Linked DNA regions of Mus musculus: all the other regions are linked to region 1. Evidence: chromatin contacts called from public ChIA-PET, HiChIP or PLAC-seq and promoter capture Hi-C data. All regions are on one chromosome and are shown on one strand. The core of a region is the stretch at or near the end of the contact, and the rest is flanking DNA. Distances in the headings are between cores, read along the strand shown. Region 1 holds the start of Zfp617 (zinc finger protein 617). Region 2 holds the start of Mvb12a (multivesicular body subunit 12A). Region 3 holds the start of Pgls (6-phosphogluconolactonase). Region 4 holds the start of Colgalt1 (collagen beta(1-O)galactosyltransferase 1). Region 5 holds the start of Fam32a (family with sequence similarity 32, member A). Region 6 holds the start of Hsh2d (hematopoietic SH2 domain containing).

Region 1 (3,334 bases), core at 307-2,806:
GGAAAATATCTGCAATACAAGAATCGAGAAAGATGAGTGTGCTCAGTATAAACTAAACCATCACATCAGTAAAGATGGAAAAATTACTAAAACATTTAAACCACATGTAAAGAAAGACATAGCCACTTGATAATTAATAGTCAAATAAATACTAAGTGGATCCCACTATATACCATGAGGACAAAGTTCAGTCAATTAAATAATATTAAGTGCTGATCACAGAAAAGTTACTCAGGAATAAAATTTGATATAGAGTTGAGACTGTAGCTCAGTTGGTATACGGTAGATACTTGTCTAGAATGCATGAGGCCCTGGGTTTAAATTTCAGAGCTGCAAAACCAGGAGCTAGTGATGTGCTCATAGAATCCCAGCACTTGGAAGGTAGTCATAAGACTATCAGAAACTCAAAGTCAAGCTTGGCTGTAAACTAAGTTTATCAACAGCCTAGGATATGTAAGATCTAGTCTCAAACAAAACAAAAACAAACAAACAACAAAGCAAAACAACAAAAAAAATCCAAAACAAAGAAACCGATACGTTTGCAATTCACTATGATTTGAACTTGACCACGACTTAAAGTCCAGTCGTTTCCAAAAAAACTTTTATTACTGGAAAAAGGAGCAGAGGTAAGAGCAGTATTTAACCCAAGAGTAAAAGATAAACTTGAAAACCCTCAAGTACCATACTCACAGAGATGACGAAAATTGAAAAGTTCTTCCTCCGACCTTAAGTCAGAAGGGATAAAGATAGTCTCGTCATACTCTATAAAGGGATAATCTACCAAGAGGATATTACAATCCTAAATGCGGGAGCCGCATGTACCCATGGAAAAGAACTGTGACTGTCCCCTGAGAAGTTCCCTCACATCTCGGTATGTCTCAGTTTTCCCAGGTTCACTTCCATTAATCTCTGCGCTTAAGATCTATATTAGACATGTTTCTCGGGCCTGGAGAGATAACTCGGTGTGTAAGAGTGCTCGCTGAGCAAGGGTGAGAACCCGAGTTCAAATAAAAAACACCCAAGTAAATGCCAGGCATGGGGACAGAGCCCGGAGGATCGCTGGAGCTTGCTAGCAGGCAGCCTAGCCACAGGTTCAGTAAGAAACCCTGTCTCACAGGAATAAGGCGGGCCGTGACAAAGCAGGACACCGGGTGACCTCCCCTGGCCTCCGTGCATGGCGGGGCGTAAATTCTCACTCGCAAGAATTGTCTCCTAAACTTCCAGCTCGGCTCCACATCATCCAGCCTCGGAATCCCGCTTTCGACTGACTTTCCCTAAGGGGAAAAGCAGCTTTTCTGGAGCCGCAGGCGACAGTGCGCAGCCGCCCTTCGTCCCCCGGCGCAGCACCGGGATCCCGCCGCCCGGGACCAAGGGCGCCGCGCACAGCCCCGCCACTCGCCTGGCTCACCATGTCTGTGCCCAGGCCTGCCGCGGCTCCACAGAGGCTCCGGAACAGGCACTCACACGGCCGCGGAGGCTCAGCAACTTGGACTTCCTCAGCTGAGAGCTGTGAGGAGGGAAGCGCCAGCAAGAAAGATGGCGGGTGAGGAACTTCCGCTCCTCCCGCCGGCGCTGCTGATTGGCCAGCTCACACACTGGTGTCTGTACCGGGAGTTTCCGGCGGACCTCCCGACCTTTCCTAGGGTATGGCGTCATACAGCCAAGGACGCTAAACCGTCCGGGACTCCCACAGTTGGTTACTGAGAACCGCCCGGAAGGGAGATGGCGGACAAGGCGCTGCCTCTCGGCACCCTACCTGCCGCTCCTTTGGCCCTTATTGCTGGGCCCACAGATCCAGTCTCCGAAGCCTAAGTGACAGAATAAATTTATTCTCCCTCTTACTGACACAACCACTCCCTCTCCTGTCAACAACACTAATGAGATTCATTGGGACACACAAAGACATAAAAGATGAAAGAATTCGAGAGGGACAAGAGCAGGTAAAGGTCTGTGTGTGTATGAATATAAACAAGATACATGAATGAAAATGTTATATTGAAACTTTTCGTGTAATTAATACACGCTAATGACAACATTAAAAAAACTGTACTTTCCAGCAATTAAAAAAAAGCTTCAGCAGCTCTTCCACAAAGGACATTCTTTTTAGAAATGAGGTTTATTATAAAGTGCCTCAAGCCATGCTCAGCCCTGTAGGTGGAAGTGACATTAGACAGAAACAGTACAATTTATGCAGCTCTAAAAATAGGGCCTTAAGCCGGGTGTGGTGGTGCACACCTTTAGTCCCAGAACTCGGGGGGGGGGGGCAGAGGCAGGCGGATTTCTAAGTTCGAGGCCAGCCTGGTCTACAAAGTGAGTTCCAGGACAGCCAGGGCTATACAGAGAAACCCCGTCTCGAAAAAACCAACAACAACAACAACAACAAAAAACCAACCAACCAACCAACCAACCAACAAAAAAGGCCTTAAAAGAAGGGGCAGGGGGCCAGGCGTGGTGGTGCACGCCTTTAATTCCAGCACTTGGGAGGCAGAGGCAGGCAGATTTCTGAGTTCGAGGCCAGACTGGTCTACAAAGTGAGTTCCAGGACAGCCAGAGCTATACAGGGAAACCTTGTCTCGAGAAAAAAAAAAAAAAAAAAAAAGAAGGGGCAGGCTTCCATTCGAAGCCTGGCAGGCGGGTCTGGGAGGAGGTGATGTGGGGAAGGAGGTAGAGGAGATGAGGGGCAGGCAGAGGTGGACAGACTAACCTTGAGAAGGGGAGGGGAGAGCAGAAGAGCCTGAGATACAGCTTTCATTGTCTGGACCAAATCCCAGAGCTATCTATCTTCCTAAGGTGTCTCAGACTACTCCCCAGAACAAATAAAAAGGTCTGATTTTTTAAAAAATTACCTTTTAGGGGGCAGGAACTTTCATATCACTTGATATGTTTCAGCATAGTGTACCTGAACGGGAGCAAGGACGAGCCAGGTACTATTGAGAACTGTCACAGCACAACACACTGCTTAACTCTGTCCAAGTGAGGGCTGCATAAAAGTTACGAGATTGGGCCTAAAGGAGCAGGCTGGTAAAAACCAGCCACTTTGGCCCACCTTGAGGGCTGTTGGATCTCACAGAATCCCTGGACAAATGGCTGAGGTGCCTATTAATAGATAAAGCAGCCTCTGGTCAACTCTCCCAGCACTTCTCACCTTACTCCCTACCCTAAACCTCCACTGCCTGAGGCTGGGCTTCCTTTCCCCCAGCCTCTGATCCTGTTATCTTTTATTTCCTGGATCTCTCTTGGTCCTCTTTCCCCATTCTCTCCTCCCCTGCTTTCGGCAACCTCTCCTCTCATGGTCCGGTTCAGTCTGGACGCTTCTAGATTTCTTTGGCTGTAT
Region 2 (3,334 bases), core at 530-3,029, 380 kb after region 1:
ATATATTTGTGTTTATCAGACAATCTCATGTAGCCCAGGCTGGCCTCAAGATGTAGCCGAGGAGGACCCTGAATGCCCAATATTGCCTCAACCTCTTGACTCTGTTGGTGTGGTGCTGGGGATGGAGCCAGGCTTTATGCACACTGGGTAAGAACTCTGCTAACTCTGCTAATGCTCCAGCCCTGGCTTTTTTTTTTTTTTTTTTTTTTTTTTTTTTTTTTTGGCTGTCCTGGAACTCACTCTGTAGACCAGGCTGGCCGAGACCTCAGAAATCTGCCTGCCTCTGCCTCCCAAGTGCTGGGATGGAATTCATCACATAGCCGAAAATGGCTCTGAATTGGAAGCAATCCTCTTGCCTCAGCCTCTCAAGTACTGGGATGAAGAACAGCAGTCTCCACACTTTGCAGATTACAAGGGGCTGGTCACAACGGCTCAGTCCCACGAATCCATGGGACTGAAGCTCTGGCCAGCTGAGGCTACACATTGAGACCCTGTCCCCCCAAACCAATTAAACACTAAGTCAAGAGACAGCTGCAAAAGGAGGATAGGAGAATTTGTGGACGCCTCCTCTGTCTGCACACTGACCTGACCCTCTGCACGGCAGCCTGCCAGCGGTCACTAAAGACACCGAGAGAACCAAGCACCATCGGGGAGGCGGGCAGCTGGGTCAGGCAGGGGAGAAGGGAGAGGGGAGGCTGAGCTATGCAGAGAACAGGGGAAGCCAGTTCCAGGTGGACTCGCAGTGCAAGAGCCTGGAAAGGAAAAGAGAATGGCCAGGAGGACTCACTCCGCCACAGAAGCAGAGGACAAGCAGCAGGGACCAGTGGCAGTGAGGAAGAGGGTGGGTATGCCAAAGACATCTGGGGTGGTTGTTGTTTGTTTAGGGGCGGGGTTTCATGTAGTGACAGGTATGCCCCACTATGCTCAAATTCTTAGGAAGAGCTGAGGCAAGGTCTCATTCTGTAGCCCAGGCTGGATACAAAGCTGCCTCAGCCTGAATGCTAAGACAGGTATGTGTCAACTATTTAATTCTGGAGTAGTGGGTTGAGATAAAGGCCTCACTCTGTAGCCTAGGCTGGCCTTGAACTCGCCACCATCCTCCTGCCTCAGCTTCCGGAGCTCTGCATTTACAGGTTGTGCCTTCCTGCTCAGCTAAGTCCTATTCCAAACATACACTAGCAGCCGTTCCCTGTGCCTGCCGCTCTCCCGTGCCCACGGATCTTACTGATATCCTGAGGGTCGTTGACTGCAGAGAAGCCTGACGGCAGTGGGCCCTTGTCCATCACGATCTGCATGTCCACTACCACATTGTCCTGAGGGTTCTGGGAGCACGAGAGGGGGCAGGTGGAAGGGGGCAGTCAGAGGGGAGGGGAAAGGTCAACGGTATGAGCAGTAAGGGTGGGAGAGAGTTGGAGAAGGGTCGAGGATGGCAGGGCGAGGGGCGGGGCAAACTCAGGCTCAGGCCACCCGTGCTCACCTCCGGGATGCCCAGCGTGCTCAGGCACAGGAAGTAGCCGGCTTTCTGCGCGAAGCCTCGGCCGAAGCTGGCCGTCCCGCCCTCCACGGTGCAGGTGATCTGCGGGACGCACAGGTCATCGGACTTCGTCCCCTTCCTGGCCCGTCCCCGCAACCCTTGCGCGCTCCCACTTACCGCGCTGAAACCCGGCGGCGGCGGCGCCGAGGCCGACGACCAAACCAAGCCAGCAAGCGGCGCCGAGTCCGTCCCGGGATCCATCCTTCCTGGGAGCTCAGAAGGCAGCTACAGCCCTCGGAGGGACCGGAACCTCGGACTACAACTCCCAGAACACCTTTGAAAGTGCTCCGCAAAGCAGCTAGTACGCATGCGCAAGCACTGCTGACCAGTCCAAAGTAACCGTGGAGACCCGCCCTCTGGACGCTTAAGATACGTTTGCGGAAAAAAGATTAGAACTCCCGCCCCTAAATCACTACCCAGTGTGCGGAGGGGGCGTTCACTTTCCGGACGGGACTACATTCCCCAGAATGCTGTGCGGCATCACCCTGTGACTCCTGCCTTCTGCAAGGAAACTTAACTGGTCTGGAGAGGAGGCCTGGTAGATATAGCCTGTCATTTCAGGGACTTAAAGAGGCGCATACAAGATGGTGAAAAAACCATACGAGATAGTTAGACTGATAACCAGTCTAATTAAGCCAATTAAAACTAAACGAGTAGCCGGGCATGGTGGCGCACGCCTTTAATCCCAACACTTGGGAGGCAGAGGCAGGCAGATTTCTGAGTTCAAGGCCAGCCTGGTCTACAGAGTGAGTTCCAGGACAGCCAAGGCTACACAGAGAAACCCTGTCTCGAAAACACCAAAAACACCAAACAAACAAACAAACAAACAAAAAAACCTACACGAGTCCTTTAATAATAGCCACATGTAGAGTAGCCAGAGCTTAGGGGTACAGCATTTTTAAAAGCAAAACACTTAAGAACCACAATTGTATCATTATCAGGGTCTTGAGTAACCTTGTAACATCCGTCTTTTTTGCAGAGATTGCAGTATTTTCCAGACACAAGACAATTATTTATGATTTACACTTCCTGTAGTTATTTTAGGTTTAGGTTTTAGCTAACACAAACATTGTCGTTAATACATCTAGACATGGTCAGGGACAAGGATAGTCCCCAGACTGTTGCCAAGACAGGTGTGGCTATTAGTGCGTGGGAGACTGAGAGTGTCTAGGCAGACACAAGTCAGTCAGAACAAGAAAGTGATGCCTTAATCATTTCTATTGCAGGAATTCGAGGTCTACCTGGGCTACAGGATACCCTGCTTTAAACAAACAGACAACAAACAAACCCCAACAAAACAAAAAAAATACTTTAAATACTAGCAAAAAGGAAATGAACCAAAAAAAGAAAAAAATAGAGTAGAAAGAAGAAGTTTGAAACACTTTCTGTTCTAGGATTTTGACCAAAGAGATCATTGTGGCTATGCAGCTGTTGACTTAAATAACAAATAATATCGCCCTGGAGGCCAGTTCACTAGCAAGCTAGGGGTTTCGTTGTTGTTCTGGTTATTTTTGTTTGTTTTGGTCGGTTGGTTTTTGAGGCAGGGTCTCTCAGGTAGCCCTGGATAGCCTAGAACTCACTATGTAGACTAGGCTAGCCTGCAACTCACAGAGATCTACCTGCCTCTGTAAGCTTTATGGTTCTTTTAGAGTGAGGGACCCTCTTTCCTATGGGCCTGCAGGTGGAATGTGGAGCTTCCACCCACGAGTACTACTTTAGCACTCCCCTGCAGGGTCCGACCCACACCCTGGGGTATATTCTCATTTATGTATTTGTTACTATTTTTAAATTTTGTTTTGA
Region 3 (3,334 bases), core at 525-3,024, 330 kb after region 1:
GGACTCAGCCTGGCTGCATCCAGTACACAGCTGGCACCTGACTATACAGAGGTGAACTCCAGGAAGAAGACTGTGATCTACTCTTAGACACCCTGCCTGTGTCTCCATGTCTGGCTCTTGGAGTAAGTCCAGCTCAGTGGAGCAATGCCAGGGAGAGGCTGGGGGCAAATGTCAGAATGCCAGGATGCTGTGCCCTAGAGATGGGGGTGCTGGGGACTCTGTTAACCAACAATGCTCAGGGCGCTGGGGACCCTGGAGAACAGAGGAGCACAGGGCTCCAGACTGAAGGCCATAGGAAGGTGAGCCAGGAAGGCAAAGGAGAACTGGCCGCTGAGTCCACTCTACATGGCTCCTGTCTCAGCCCATTGGGCAAGACACCTACTGCTCAAAGTGTCAACAGATTCCTGGTGATGAAATCCTGCTTCCTTCAAAGACCCAGCTGTTAACCAGGTCACCTCAGAGGGGCCTACTTAGGGGTCTTAGCTTTATTTTTCTTGAGTGGGCTGCATCAAAATAAGTCTCACGTTGCACAGGCTAGCCTCGAACTGGGTAGCTGGGAATGACCTTGAACTCCCGATCCTCCAGCCTCTACTTCCTCATTGCTGGGAAGACAGGGGTGCACCATCATTCCTGGTTTATATGACACTGGAAATGAAGCCTGGACCTTAAGCATTCTAGGCAAGCACAATATCAACTGAGCTACAAGTACCCTACCAACTGAGCCTTGTGCTAGTACACACAGCCAGTTCAGTGAAGTTCTTGGGCAGGCATCGTGTTCAAAGTGGTGCAGTTTCAGGTCCCTAGATGAGGGTCAAGGCGACATGAATCTTCTGTTTCCCCACCTGTAAGTAAGTGTAATGGCCCTTCCTCCCCTGCTTCAGACCCATGACACTGGACCAGCTTCCCCTAGGAGGTGGTGGCAGTCATCCAAGTGTGCTCAGAGCTCAATCCTCCATGCCTCAGTTTCCCTGTGTGTGACGCAGGGACCTCTGTAACCTATAGGGCGCCTTGTGGCCATCATACCCCAGGCTGCTGGGAGGCGATGGCCAACGGCTCTTGTTAAAGAAAACTGAGACCCAACACACCCTGGACACTAGAGGCAGGCTGAGTGCACAAACAGCCATGACCCACGAGGCCCCACAGCCAAGGTACGGCCCTTAGGAAGATACGGGGGACGGAGGCCCGTCAGGCTGCACTTGGATGGACATCACTGCGCATCCAGCAAGACCCCGTGGGGCCCGGAGCCCGCGGGTAGGCGTTGAAGCAGATCCTTGCGTTTCCTAGGCAGGCTGAGCCAGTTCGGCGTGGCCCGCGCTTCCTCGGCGGACTGAGCCGACTCCGCGTGGCCCACGGCGGCCCTTGTATCTTGAGTTTCCACGGTAGGCTGAGCCAGCTCGGCGTGGCCCACGGCGGCCCCCGTAGCCCGTACGGTGCGCGCCCCCGCAGCGCTCACCCGGTAGAGGCCGTACGTGCTCTCGGCGTGGTCGAAGGGCACGAGGCGCTCGTCGCAGAAGCCGAGCGTCCAGCGCGCAAAGCTGGCTGGTCCAGCGGGAGCGGCGGCGGCGGGCAGGTCTCGGGCTAGCATGGAGACCAGGCTGCCGCCTGACAGACCAAGCGCGAAGCGGCCACGGTCCCCTTCCAGGCAGCTCGCGGCCCGCTGCGCCACCAGCTGCGCCAGCGACGCGCCCAGCTCTTGCGGGCTGGAGAAGACCGAGATGAGACTGGGCGCGGGTGCTGCCATGGCGGTGGGGAGGCGGCGGCGCTCCCGGCAGAGGCCAGTACGCCAGTGCGCCTGCGCGACGGCCGCGCTGCCATGGGTCCGAGCACTTTGAGCCAAGGTCGTGGCGCATGTGCAGTTGCACAAAAGAAGCGTCGCCGGGGCCGGGCTAGCGGGTGGTTCCCGAAACCGCAGTGCTCCGCAGGGCTTTGAGGTGGGTAGTGGGCGGGCAGTCCCCGGCGCTTCCCTGGGCGAGACACGCCTTGCTGGCCCGGTTTCTCGCATTTTATTTAGTTTTTAAGCTGGAGTCTAGTAGCTCCGACTGGCCTCACGCTCCTGATCGTTCTTGATTGGAGTGCTGGGGTGACCGGAGTGCCACAGCACTCTTGAGCGTTTTTCAGGGTGCGGTCGGAAGCACAGAGTGCGCCAGCTGCAGCGTGATAAGGTCAGTAAGCTCTCAGGTGGCAAGGACAGGAGGCTAGCCGGGAGTTAGAGGCTGTGACGTCCCCATGCCTGCACGGCTCTCCCCACATTCGCCTATCTCGGCCAGTCGCCCCTTCTCTGTTACTCCAGCGGATGCGGCAGTTTGTAAGGTCTTCTGCTCACAGCTGTCTGCGGCAGAAAGAGGATTCCTCAAGACAACCGCCACACGACAGTTGAACATCTGCATTTGAATGTGAAACTGCCCCGGTTCTTGTGCTTGAGCCGGTGGCTCCCAGTCGCCCGTGCTATTTTAGGAAAATACAGAACCTTTAGGACTGTTAAGAGCCTTGACCCAAGTAGATCAGTCAGAAGGTGACAGCTGTTTCCACCACAAAGACCCAATTAAACCCCCTCTGGTTCCTCTCTCTTAATTTTCTCCCGCATGTATATCTTTGAACCAAGTGCATGCAGAGGCCAGGAGAGGGCATGGGATGCCCTGGAACTGTTAGATGGTTGTGGTCCTCTGTGTGGAAGGAGGGTAAAAAGCCGAACCGGTGATCTTAACCCCTGAGCCACTGCACCCTCCTGAACTCGAGAGAGCTCCAAAATCCAAGCAGTCAGTCACTGTGTCGGTACTGAACCCAGGGCCTTCTGCATGCTAAGCCCAGGCTAGACCATTGGCTGGACCCCAATCCTAAACCTACAGCCTTTCTGAGTGCCCATGTGAGGCTGCAAGTGGCAAGTTATACAGTGTGAAACACTGCAAGAACTTTGTTGTTATTCAAGACATGCTGCTGCTGCTGCTGCTGCCCTGACTGTCCTGGAACTCTGTGGACCAGGCTGTCCTCCAACTCACAGAGACCTGCCTGCCTCTCCTTCCCAAGTGCTGGGATTAAAGGCATGTGCCTTTGAACACATTTTAAAACCTTTTATCGTTTGTGAATTTAACATCATGCCCCCTAACCTCTCTCACCGCCCCCCTTCAGCTCATAACTTCCCACACCCTTGTCACCCTCCCAGTAGAGAAAATGCTCATGGAAGCTGTAGTGTGTCAGTGTGTCCCACAGTATAACCTGATGTTCACACTTCTTTGCTTGCAAATGTTCATTGCAATGACTTGGTCTGCTACAAGGTCTCTGGCTACTGCTACACTATCAATACTGAACCGTCAATGGGACTGTCTTGGATATCCTG
Region 4 (3,334 bases), core at 587-3,086, 310 kb after region 1:
AGAGAGCACAGTTACAGGGGATCATAGAGGACTTCACAGAGGTGGCAGGCAAGTGGATCTGAAGACCTCTGTGTGGAGCATGGGAGGGGGACAGGACACAGGGGCCTAAATGCCAGCCCAGCATGTGCAAGGGTCCAGAGGCACAAAAGCTACTGGCAAGCTGAAACCCAAGGAAAGCTCTGCATGGCTGGGGAGAGCCTGGGGCCACCGTAGTGCCTCTGAGAACAGGAGCGTGAGCATGCACACACATTATTGCACACTGTCCTACAGGTTCTGAGCCTGATGCAGTAGTGCTGGGTGATTCTAGCACTCAGGAGACTGAGACAGGAGGCTGGCAACTGCCTCAGTCTGAACTACACAATAAGACAGGCTGGCAACTGGCCTCAGTCTGAACTATACAGTAAGACAGGCTTATCAGGAAGTTAAACAGGAGAGTGGATGCTGGCAAGACCCTAGACACAGCAGTAGGTAGCCACCAGACACAAAGGAATTCAGCCACAAAGGTGTGGCAGCTGTGTCCAAAGTTGCACAATGGAGTGAAGGACAACGGGACAAAGGTCTGCTGAGAGGATAGGGACCTGGTGGGGAAGCTGACGATAGAACTGGAGCATTCTAGATCCTACCTTCCCAAGCTTCAGTACTCCAGTCGGGGATTTGAGGCTCACCTGGGTTCCTCTGCCGGTCGCCACTCCACAGAGTGGTATAAACCCTTCACTGCCACCAGCCACTCTCGAAGTATGGCTGAAGTGTTGTCAGTGTTGTGATCTGTGGCCACCCTGTGAGCACAGACAGGACAAGATGATGGCACTGGGGGTTTCCCAACCTGGCTCAGACCCATCAGCTATAACACCCTGGATAAAACTCGCTACACTCCAAGCCTGTTGCCCATCCATCGGTGACAGGGGAGTAAAGATGACACCCAGCTCACTAGTACACAACTGAACAGAACCTGCTGGTTTGGAAAGCACATTGGTGTGAGACCCTGTCACAAAGATAAGTTCATTAACTTTGTTAGCGTGGAATGCTGGCCCGAGCCTCAGGAATCTTATCTGGAAGTCCCGGAGTTCGCTATAAGGGTCTGGAAGCACCAGCCTGGCCCATTCTAAGGAGTCAGAGGTTCTAGGATGGTAGCTCGCTGTGAGGGCTGGCAGCAAATCAGAACAGATTCCTAAGTACCTGAGGGGAGGAGGCAGCAGCTTGGGGTCCCAAGCCGCAGTGGGGACGAGCCCGGGCACTATGGATATAGAGCCGAGCCCCCTCAAGTGCGTAATCCCTGGGGTACATAACTCAGGTCCTCAGAAAGAGGACCGAGTCTCCGCAGCGCACAGCCGAGCCCAAGTGCATAGCAACCTCCCTCCGGTAGAGACTTGAGTCCCGCCTAGTCCCGGTGCACCGCGCAAGGGCCCGCAGCTCACCACAGCGCCGTGCGCTCCCGTGGGTGGCGCAGCTGCTCCAGGGCGCCCAGCGTGGCGGGCAGCGCGGGTGCCGCGTTCCGCGCCAGCAGCGCGATGAGCACGCGCGGCGCCTGTAGCGGGGACTCGGGGCTCCAGCGCTCCTCTGGAAAGTAGCCGTCCGCGCCGCGCGGGCCGCCCAGCGGCGGCAGCAGTAGGAGCAGTGGCAGCAGCGGCAGCCCGCGTGACCCGCGTGGCAACGCCGCCATCGCGCCACGCGTCGCCTTTAAGCAGCTTTTCTGCCGGGGGACGAGGGCCGCGCCTTAAAGGAGTCGGCGGCGGGAAGGACACATCCAGGTCCCACCCCTGACACGCTCCTTAAAGGGAAGTGGCCCGCGGGTCATACTGTGAGTCCTGGAGAGAGGCATGACAAGGCTACGCCTTTAAAAGCTTCCACTGCTTTCCGCCGACCGCAATAACCCGGTCACAAGACGTCACTTGCGGGGAGGTTCCGGAAGCCCCGCCCCTAGCTCGAGCTTTAAAGACACAGACAGTTCTTTGACCACGCCCTGAGAGTGTTCTGTTTTGGAGCCCTCTAATCTCACGCGGTGGCTCTTTACAGAAGCTTCTTCTATTTAGAACCATGTCATCTCAGTTTCCAAGGTTGCGACATGGTTATTTTTGTTTGTTCGTTGCTCCATTTAAGAAGCCATCGAGCCGGGCAGTGGTGGCCCACGCCTTTAATCCCAACACTTGGGAGGCAGAGGCAGGCGGATTTCTGAGGTCATGGCCAGCCTGGTCCACAGAGTGAGTTCCAGGACAGCCAGGGCTACACAGAGAAAGCCTGTCTCGAAAAATCATTAAAAAAAAAAAAAGCCAGCGAAATGGCTCAGTGGGTAAAATCGCTTGCTACCATGTCTGAGGATCCAGAATCCTCAGTCCCCAAATTGTATTGCCCTCTGGCCTTCTTAAAAATGGCTTGTGTGGGGCTGGTGAGATGGCTCAGCGGGTAAGAGCACCCGACTGCTCTTCCGAAGGTCCAGAGTTCAAATCCCAGCAACCACATGGTGGCTCACAACCATCCGTAACAAGATCTGACTCCCTCTTCTGGTGTGTCTGAAGACAGCTACAGTGTACTATTGTTATAATAACAAATAAATCTTAAAAAAAAAAATGGCTTGTGTGCGCCCCTTCCTGCTCTTACTGTTGTTTTCATTTTCTGTGTTTCAGTGTTTTGCCTACATGTACGGCTGTATAACGTGTGTGTGTGTGTGTGTGTGTGTGTGTCCCTGTTCTCCAAGGAGGTTAAAAGAGGGCATCAACTCCTCTAGAACTGGAGTTGCGGATAGTTGTCAACCACTGTGTGGTGTTGGAAATAGAACACCACTCAGGTCTGAGCACCTTTACCTACAGAACCATCCCACTAGCCCATTTCTCCTGGTTTGTTTTTAAAACAGGTTCTTACTCGGCAAGCTCACTCTATAAATTCACAGCTATACTTCTGCTTCATTCTCCTGTGTTCTGGGACAGGCATATACCACCAGGCCAGCAGACTGGTAAAATCCACATAGATTTTCCTACTCTGGTCCCTAGCCTCTAGAGGACCCTAGGGTCCACAAGACATCTCCTGATAGGTTATTTCTCCACCACTGGTGAAATGAGCCAATTTATGCCAGATTCGATTATATTAAAGATGGGTAGTTTTACTGGGGAGCTGCACTCGCTGACTGGCCCCAAGGATTGAGTGACATCACGGTGGGGGAAGGGAGAATGAGAAAGGGTGTGTACAACCACCACCCACAATGTCCTTCTGTAAAAGGAGTGATTCCCATTTGAACCCAGTTGAGTAGGTTTTCTGGAGACACTGATCATGTTTCCATGGGAACTCTTCCAGGCTTTTTTGTTTTGTTCTGTTTTTCTGAAACAGGGTCTCTCTGTGTAGC
Region 5 (3,334 bases), core at 358-2,857, 300 kb before region 1:
ATGGGAATGTCACAGTGGTCAGTGAGTGTGTACAGGTGTCCGTTGAAGTCCTGTAGAAGACAGGCTATACCAGTGAACCAGGTTGGCAGTACCCCCATCTCTACCCAGCCTATCTCACATACCCCACTACAGGTCTCATAGTACCCCAAAGGAGCCTGAGGAGGCACCATGCCTGAGCGTGTGCTCCAACAGTCCAAGCTGCATTGCCTTCGGCTCCCCCTCTGGCAGCACAGCACAAGAAGACAACACACTCATACACATAAATAAAAATTTCCAACGGTCTTCCACCCAGGGCTGGAGAGATGGCTCAGAGGTTAAGAGCACTGACTGCTCTCTTAGAGGTCCTGAGTTCAAGTCCCAGCCCACATGGTGGCTCACAACCATCTATAATGAGGCCTGGTGCCCTCTTCTGGTTTGCAGGCATATATGCAGGCAGAACACTGCATACATAATAAATAAAGTCTTCCACTCAGGACCAGAGCTACCAACGACAGCAGGAAGGGGTGGCAGACCCTAGGGGACTCTAGTTTGTATCAAGTTGTCCAATTAGGGTGCCCAGAAGGGCCACAAGACCGTAGCCAGCCAGCCCATGTCGTTATTCAATTGCAGAGGCAAAAAAACAAAACAAAACACTCCACTGAAGTACAGGCTATACCAGACCAGAGAACACAATTGGCTGGGAGACAGCAAGGTGACCCACACATCCCAGAAACTCTGTGGGAGTTCCAATACATAATTGATGCCCTTTGTTAGATGGAGAAGGTGCCTTCCTGGGTTTTCTCAACAGGGATATCACATTGTAACACTGCATCCTAGAAGTTCAAGTCTACAGAGATAGTGCCAGGACAACCAAGGCTACATAAAGAAACCTGTCTCAAAGCAAACTAAACAAACAAACAAACACCCAAAATAACTAGTATGGCCTTGTGGGCCATGCTAGCCTCTCCAGGAACTAAAAAGCTGAGGCAGTAGTTCAGGGCCAACTGCAGCCTACATAGAGAGTTACAGAAGAGCCTGGGTTCCATCCACACACACACACAACCTTCAAATAACAAAAGTACATTTGAAGCTAGGAAAGCGAGTTGTCATGGAAACAGACTTTGTGGTAACTTAAGAACAATGAACTTGGCTAGCATTAAGAGCTGATGACATCTGTCTTCCCAGTTCACAAGAAGACCACTTTAGGCAGGGCTACCAGGCTACCAGGAGTTGGGAGAAGGCCTGGGCTACACGGGCAGTTGGAGCCGGCCTGTTCTGCCCCTGCCTCACCCGCTTCTCCTGCATCTTTTCGAAGGCTGCCTGCGCCGGCGTGCGCTTGTCCAGGCAGCGCCTTTTCTCCTCCTCGCTCTTCTTGCTCGTCCCCATGGCCTCCAGCATCTTGGCCTTGTCTTTGTCTTTCTTCTTCTTCTTCCTGAGAGAGAGGGGGACGGTAAGAGGGGCCGGAGCTGGGGGTCGGCCCTCAGGGACAGACCGCGGGCTCCCGGGCCTCACCGCTTTGTCACGCCGAGCTCTGCCACGCCTTTCAGCTTCAGGGGGCCCTTCTGGACTTGCTCGTAGGCCTCCATAGCGCTCGCAAGCCGTGCCCCGGGAACTCCGCCACACTTCCTGTTTGCATACAGTACTTCCGGCCGAAACCCTCCTCGCTTCCTTCTGATTGGTCAGCTAGGACGCACGCGTCCTCAGGGTTCAGAGTAAGTGCACACTTCCGGTCTCGGGTAGTCTTGGCAACTGTCCAACAACATAGCTCGCCTAAAGACACACTTCGTATTTGGGCGTCCATTTCTGACTTTATGGGCATCCACTTTTGCTTTGTGGCATTATTTACTTAATTACTTTTTTTCCAATTTAGAAAATTACAATTACCCAGAACTCCAGAGACAGAGACAGGAGGATCTCTGGATCTCTGGATTCAGCGTGTTTTATGTAGTGACTTCAGGTCAGCCAGAACTAAAGACTGTGTCTCGAAATAAGTAATAAGAAAGAATAAATCTGGGGCTGGTGAGATGGCTCAGTGGGTAAGAGCACCCGACTGCTCTTCCGAAGGTCCAGAGTTCAAATCCCAGCAACCACATGGTGGCTCACAACCATCCGTAACAAGATCTGACTCCCTCTTCTGGTGTGTCTGAAGACAGCTACAATGTACTTACATATAATAATAAATAAATCTTAAAAAAAAAAAGAAAGAATAAATCTTTAAAATTACATTAAAAGTTAGTTACCTGTATACGTGTATGTGAGTGTGTGTACACACGTGCCAGAGCACACGTGGAGTACAGAGGACACTTTGCAGTACTCTCAGGCCTTATGCTGTGGGTTCCTGGGAATCAGACTGATGTGGTCATATTTATAGACGAAGATCCTTTGTCTGCTGAGTCATCTCAATGGTCACAATTATTTTTCTGTGAGTTTGAGGGCAGAAGTGTCATGACACTAAATGAGTCTGATAAACGTGGAATTTGCTGTGTAGACTGCTCTGACCTCTAGCTTGCTGCAGTTCTGACTGAGCATGCAGAAAACTGGAACTGCAGGTGTGTGCCACTGCCCTAGCTTGTCTTGTTGATGTTTTATAGAGGACAGGCTTGCTATGTAGCAGATGATTAAACTGTCTTTTTGGTTGTTTGTTTGTTTTGAGACAGGGTCTCACTGTGTAGCCTTGGCTGTCCTTGTACTCCTTATGTAGGCTATGCTGTTGTGAATTCAGGGATATCCACCTGCCTCTGCCTCCCAAGGGCTGAGTTTAAAGGTGCGTGCCACCATGCCCAGCAACCTTACTTCCCAACTACTGGGATCACAGATGTGCTGGGATTTTTTTTTTTCTATAGCAATTTTGGGGAGTGGGGAGGTTACATTTATTTATTTGTGTGCTGTGTAGAGCAAGTAGAGGTCAGAGCACAACTGTGGGAGCTGCTTTGCTCCTTCCACTGTGTGTCCAGGGAATCAGGCCCCTACTGCTGTTCTGTGAGAGGCTCTCTCTGTGTGCGAGGCTCTCCTTACACAGCCCCGAAGCTTGTGACTCCCTTAGTTCTGGATGTTAAGCCTGAGCCACTACACCAGGCTCACTTATTATTCTATATCTGATGGCTATTCTTGGTTTACAGCTTGACTACATCTTGAATTAAATAAAACTCAATAAAAGTGTTGATTTTTTTCTAAGTAAATCATTTAAAATGGGAAGATCCAATTTTAATCCAGATCATTTGAGATGGAAAAATCCACTTTTAATTTGGGACACACTTTTTTCTGGCAGCTGATGCATGTTTGCCCTAGCTTTTTATAGTGCATTCTGTACTTTCACTGACATTAGAGCCTGCTTCTTTGGGATTCCAGCATATAC
Region 6 (3,334 bases), core at 354-2,853, 270 kb before region 1:
AGTCAGCTACAGTGTACTTACATATAATAATAAATAAATCTTAAAAAAAAAAGAAAAGCCAGATGTAGTGGTGTACATCTGCCATCTTAGTACTTACAGAAGGAGACAGAAGGGTCAGACGTTTCTAGGCCAGTCTCAAAACAAAACAAAAACCTGAATTTCTCCTAATATCTGGTTTTTATTTATTTAATTGCTTTTTGTTTTCAAAAAAGATTTTAATTTTTATTTATGTGTATGTGTGTGCCTCTCTGTGTGTGAGAATGTGTGTGAGTGTAATAGCCATGTGTATGCAGGTACTACTGGAGGCCAGAAGAGGGCGTTGGATCCCTGGAGCCAGATTTACAGGGGCCATTAAGCTTATGCAGGCACTGGGAACTAAACTCAGCAACTCTGCAAGAGCAGTGTACACTCTTAACTGCCGACTCTCCAGCCTCATTCTAATATTTAAAAATTTTGAATGTGTATGGGGGGGGTGACCATGTGTACAGACACGTGTGTGTGCAGCTGTGTGTGTAGGCCTGCAGCTGACACTGGCTCTTCCTCACTTACTCTTCACTGTATGGATTGAAACAGTCTTTGAATGAAGGTTGGCTGCCTTGCCGAGTGTGACTAGACAACGTCCCTAGGAGGGTCTCCCACTGCCTCCTTTCTCTTCTTTTTTTTTTTTTTTTTTTTTGTCTTTGTTTTTTTTCAAGACGGGTTTTCTTTGTAAAGCCCTGGCTGTCCGGGGAACTTGCTCTATAGACCAGGCTGGCCTTGAACTCAGAGATCCCCCTGCCTCTGCCTCTGCCTCTGGAGTGCACCACCCACTTCAGTTTACTTCCCCTTTTTATTTCATTATTCACTGTGCTTCACAGGCAGAGACAGGCACATGTTTGCCACAGTGCTCTAGTTCTGACCGTGTTCAAGCACATTGGAGTCTAGGCCTCCAGGAGTGCAACAGACAATCCTGTCCAGGCTATCACCTACCAACATGTCTCCCAGAGTGTAGCACCATCATGAAGCAGATACACGTGTCTCTAAAGTACAGCTGAACCCAGCTACATGCTACACAGAAAGGTCTCAATGTTTATTCTCTTTCTACTTCAGAACACTCCTACAAGTCTTTCAAGACTCAATACAAATGTCCCTTCCTCCAGCCAGCTTCCCTGCCTCCCCTGCTCAAACAAAACCCTGGCCACAGTCCCACCCTCTCCCGGAGCTTCTCAGTTAAATTCCTTCCTTTCTCTGGCAGCTCCAGTAAAACCCCGTGGGGCCGGAGGGGCTTTACCTCTCTCTGCCTTCCCCTCGTGGTTTTCTTGGAACACTTGGTTTCTATGAATCAGGTCTCACCATGTAGCTAGCTGAAACCAGCCTCAAACGTGTACAGCCTGCCTCGGCCTCCAAAGCGCTGCAATGACTTGTGTGGAGAGCCATGCCAGAGTTTAGCCCTTGCAATGCTTTCCTCCTCTGGTAAACCCTTCTCTCATCTTCTAGCACCACTACACCCAGTGCTGAAGTCCCAGAGCCTCTGAAGCTGGGGCATGTTGGGATGCAGGGATGCCAGGATTCTGGATGCAGGGTGCAGGATGTAGGATGCATACCTTGGACAGCTTGGGTTGTGTTCCGAAGGGCTCTTGAGCTGGCTTGAGCTGGAGTTTAAGTTTCGGTTCAGGGTCCACACGTCAGAGGGGCAGGGCCAGGAGCCTCAGTCAGTTCCTGTTTCCTCCAGCAGGTGAACAGGGTGGGACCAGAATAACTCTCAAGGCTTGAGTCTGAGGCTGGAGTTGTTCTTGCCAAGCCTTGCTCAGTACTTACTCTCTACCAACTCTATGGAATCGCTGAGACAGCTGCCGCCCTGCTTCCCAATATTGGTATTCTTCTAGTTTTTTTCCCCCTTGAGATACAGCTTTATGCACCCCAATTGGGGTGCTGAAGTAGACTCTTGCCTCGACCTCAGGGTTTACCATCATGCCAAGATTATGCATTGCTGGGGATGGAACCCAGGGCTTCATGCTTGCTAAGTGAGCTACAATCACTTTACCTACTGAGCTACAAGCACTCTACCTACTGAGCTAGATTCCCAGCCTCTTAACAGCAACCTTGAAGTAGTCATAGGTCAGGAAATGGGCATATGGCAATCAGAGAGTGAAAGGCAACAAGTAGGAGAGGCTGCTTGGGGGGGACAGGATACAGGAACAGTATGCATATACAGGACAGGGAACTGCATATGCCCCAGACATGAAGGAGACATGAAAGGACAGACTTGCTGCACACACAACACCTATCATACCTTCCTTTGCAAAACTCATTTGAAATATCATTCTACAGTCATGTTGCCCTCTAGGCCAACATCAAAGCAAGATGGCTTGGGTCTGTAGTTGCAGTACTCAGTAGCCTGAGGCAGGAGGATTTGGGGTTCCAGGCTAGCCTGGGCTAACATAGGGACATTCAAACTCAATATCCAAACTAAACCAAAGCAAGAAAGCAAGCAAGCAAGCAAACAAACAAACAAACAAAACAAACTGGAGTAAACCATAGAGTCCATCTATCTTATTCTGGTTTTTTTCTCCCTTCTGTTTTTTATTTTTCTAAAACAGGATCTCACAGCATCCTGGCTGGCCTGGAATCCACAGAACACTGAGGATGATGTTGCATCTCTGCTCTTCCTGTCTCTATCTCCTGGGTGCTGGGATCATAGAGGTGTCTGTATTTTCTGCGATACTGGGATGGGACCCAGGAGTTCTTTCACCATATGTGAGTACCCTGCCAACTGAGCTGCAGACCCAGTCCATGCCTGATTTTTCTTCTGATTTTAAAATGAACTACAATGTATGTGCACACTCTGGGTCCTGGGTGATGTGTCCCTGTACCTAACAGGCATAGCTGACTTGGCTGTAAGCTTCCTGGCCCACCCCTTCTTGCCTCTGCACCCAGTGCATTTCCGTCTTGCCTCTGCACCCAGTGCATTTCCACCTATCCTGGGTCTTTGGAATGAACACTTTCTAGGATAGAGTTGGTGCCTCTCTGACCCCTGCTCCTCTCCAGGGTGGCATAGGCTTGGGAGTTTCTGGGCTGCAAAGGTCCAACAGTGGAGGAAACCAGTGTAGGCTCTGATGATAGACCCACTTAAGGGCCCAAGGGTTCAGCTGAGTCAGCACATCTGGGCAAGTTATTGTGACTTAATTCATTGACTTTTGCCTAGACTCAGGATGAGATGTGCTTTCACTGGCGGGGCCAACTTCATAGAACTCACTTGACCTCTCCAATCCTCCTCACACTTTGTTGCGCAGGGCTGGTCCTGTGGGGTTCTCTTGTGTATGTGACTCAGTCTTGGAGAACATGAGCTGTTTTG

Evidence for each region. ChIA-PET counts read pairs in DNA pulled down with a chosen protein or histone mark. HiChIP or PLAC-seq counts read pairs in DNA pulled down with a chosen protein or histone mark. Capture Hi-C pulls out chosen DNA fragments and counts their contacts.
Region 2: a contact with region 1 is called in a promoter capture Hi-C map of liver. The contact joins the promoter of Mvb12a here to the promoter of Zfp617 in region 1. A contact is called at or near these places in 1 of 39 promoter capture datasets (pre-B cells), 1 of 484 Hi-C or Micro-C datasets (nephron progenitors) and 1 of 9 other capture datasets (liver).
Region 3: a promoter capture Hi-C map of adipose tissue shows a contact between it and region 1. The contact joins the promoter of Pgls here to the promoter of Zfp617 in region 1. A contact is called at or near these places in 1 of 484 Hi-C or Micro-C datasets (embryonic stem cells) and 2 of 9 other capture datasets (adipose tissue and pancreatic islet).
Region 4: a contact with region 1 is called in an RNA polymerase II ChIA-PET map of memory CD8 T cells, with 12 read pairs. The contact joins the promoter of Colgalt1 here to the promoter of Zfp617 in region 1. A contact is called at or near these places in 3 of 39 promoter capture datasets (the C10 cell line, the SN4741 cell line and cranial neural crest) and 1 of 115 datasets of contacts at active chromatin or transcription factors (memory CD8 T cells).
Region 5: a contact with region 1 is called in an H3K4me3 HiChIP or PLAC-seq map of intestinal villus epithelium, with 8 read pairs. The contact joins the promoter of Fam32a here to the promoter of Zfp617 in region 1. A contact is called at or near these places in 8 of 39 promoter capture datasets (the C10 cell line, the HPC-7 cell line, cranial neural crest and 4 more), 5 of 484 Hi-C or Micro-C datasets (embryonic stem cells, erythroblasts, liver and 2 more), 7 of 115 datasets of contacts at active chromatin or transcription factors (bone marrow-derived dendritic cells, embryonic stem cells, epiblast stem cells and 3 more) and 3 of 9 other capture datasets (adipose tissue, liver and pancreatic islet).
Region 6: a promoter capture Hi-C map of adipose tissue shows a contact between it and region 1. The contact joins the promoter of Hsh2d here to the promoter of Zfp617 in region 1. A contact is called at or near these places in 4 of 39 promoter capture datasets (the C10 cell line, the HPC-7 cell line, cranial neural crest and 1 more), 2 of 115 datasets of contacts at active chromatin or transcription factors (effector CD8 T cells and stem cell-derived neural progenitor cells) and 1 of 9 other capture datasets (adipose tissue).

What each region holds. Positions count from the first base shown.
Region 1 is chr8:71,921,047-71,924,380 of GRCm38.p6, reverse strand. Zfp617 (zinc finger protein 617) reads right to left here and starts at 1,556. Exons shown (of 4, transcript NM_133358.3): 1 at 1,409-1,556. The coding sequence starts at 1,411.
Region 2 is chr8:71,541,375-71,544,708 of GRCm38.p6, reverse strand. Mvb12a (multivesicular body subunit 12A) reads right to left here and starts at 1,779. Exons shown (of 9, transcript NM_028617.2): 1 at 1,652-1,779; 2 at 1,478-1,576; 3 at 1,226-1,322. The coding sequence starts at 1,735.
Region 3 is chr8:71,590,624-71,593,957 of GRCm38.p6, reverse strand. It overlaps Pgls (6-phosphogluconolactonase), which reads right to left and starts at 1,774. Exons shown (of 5, transcript NM_025396.3): 1 at 1,454-1,774. The coding sequence starts at 1,741.
Region 4 is chr8:71,609,526-71,612,859 of GRCm38.p6, reverse strand. It overlaps Colgalt1 (collagen beta(1-O)galactosyltransferase 1), which reads right to left and starts at 1,836. Exons shown (of 12, transcript NM_146211.3): 1 at 1,416-1,836; 2 at 666-776. The coding sequence starts at 1,660.
Region 5 is chr8:72,218,018-72,221,351 of GRCm38.p6, reverse strand. It overlaps Fam32a (family with sequence similarity 32, member A), which reads right to left and starts at 1,607. Exons shown (of 4, transcript NM_026455.5): 1 at 1,492-1,607; 2 at 1,270-1,411. The coding sequence starts at 1,565.
Region 6 is chr8:72,187,937-72,191,270 of GRCm38.p6, reverse strand. It overlaps Hsh2d (hematopoietic SH2 domain containing), which reads right to left and starts at 1,603. Exons shown (of 6, transcript NM_197944.1): 1 at 1,584-1,603.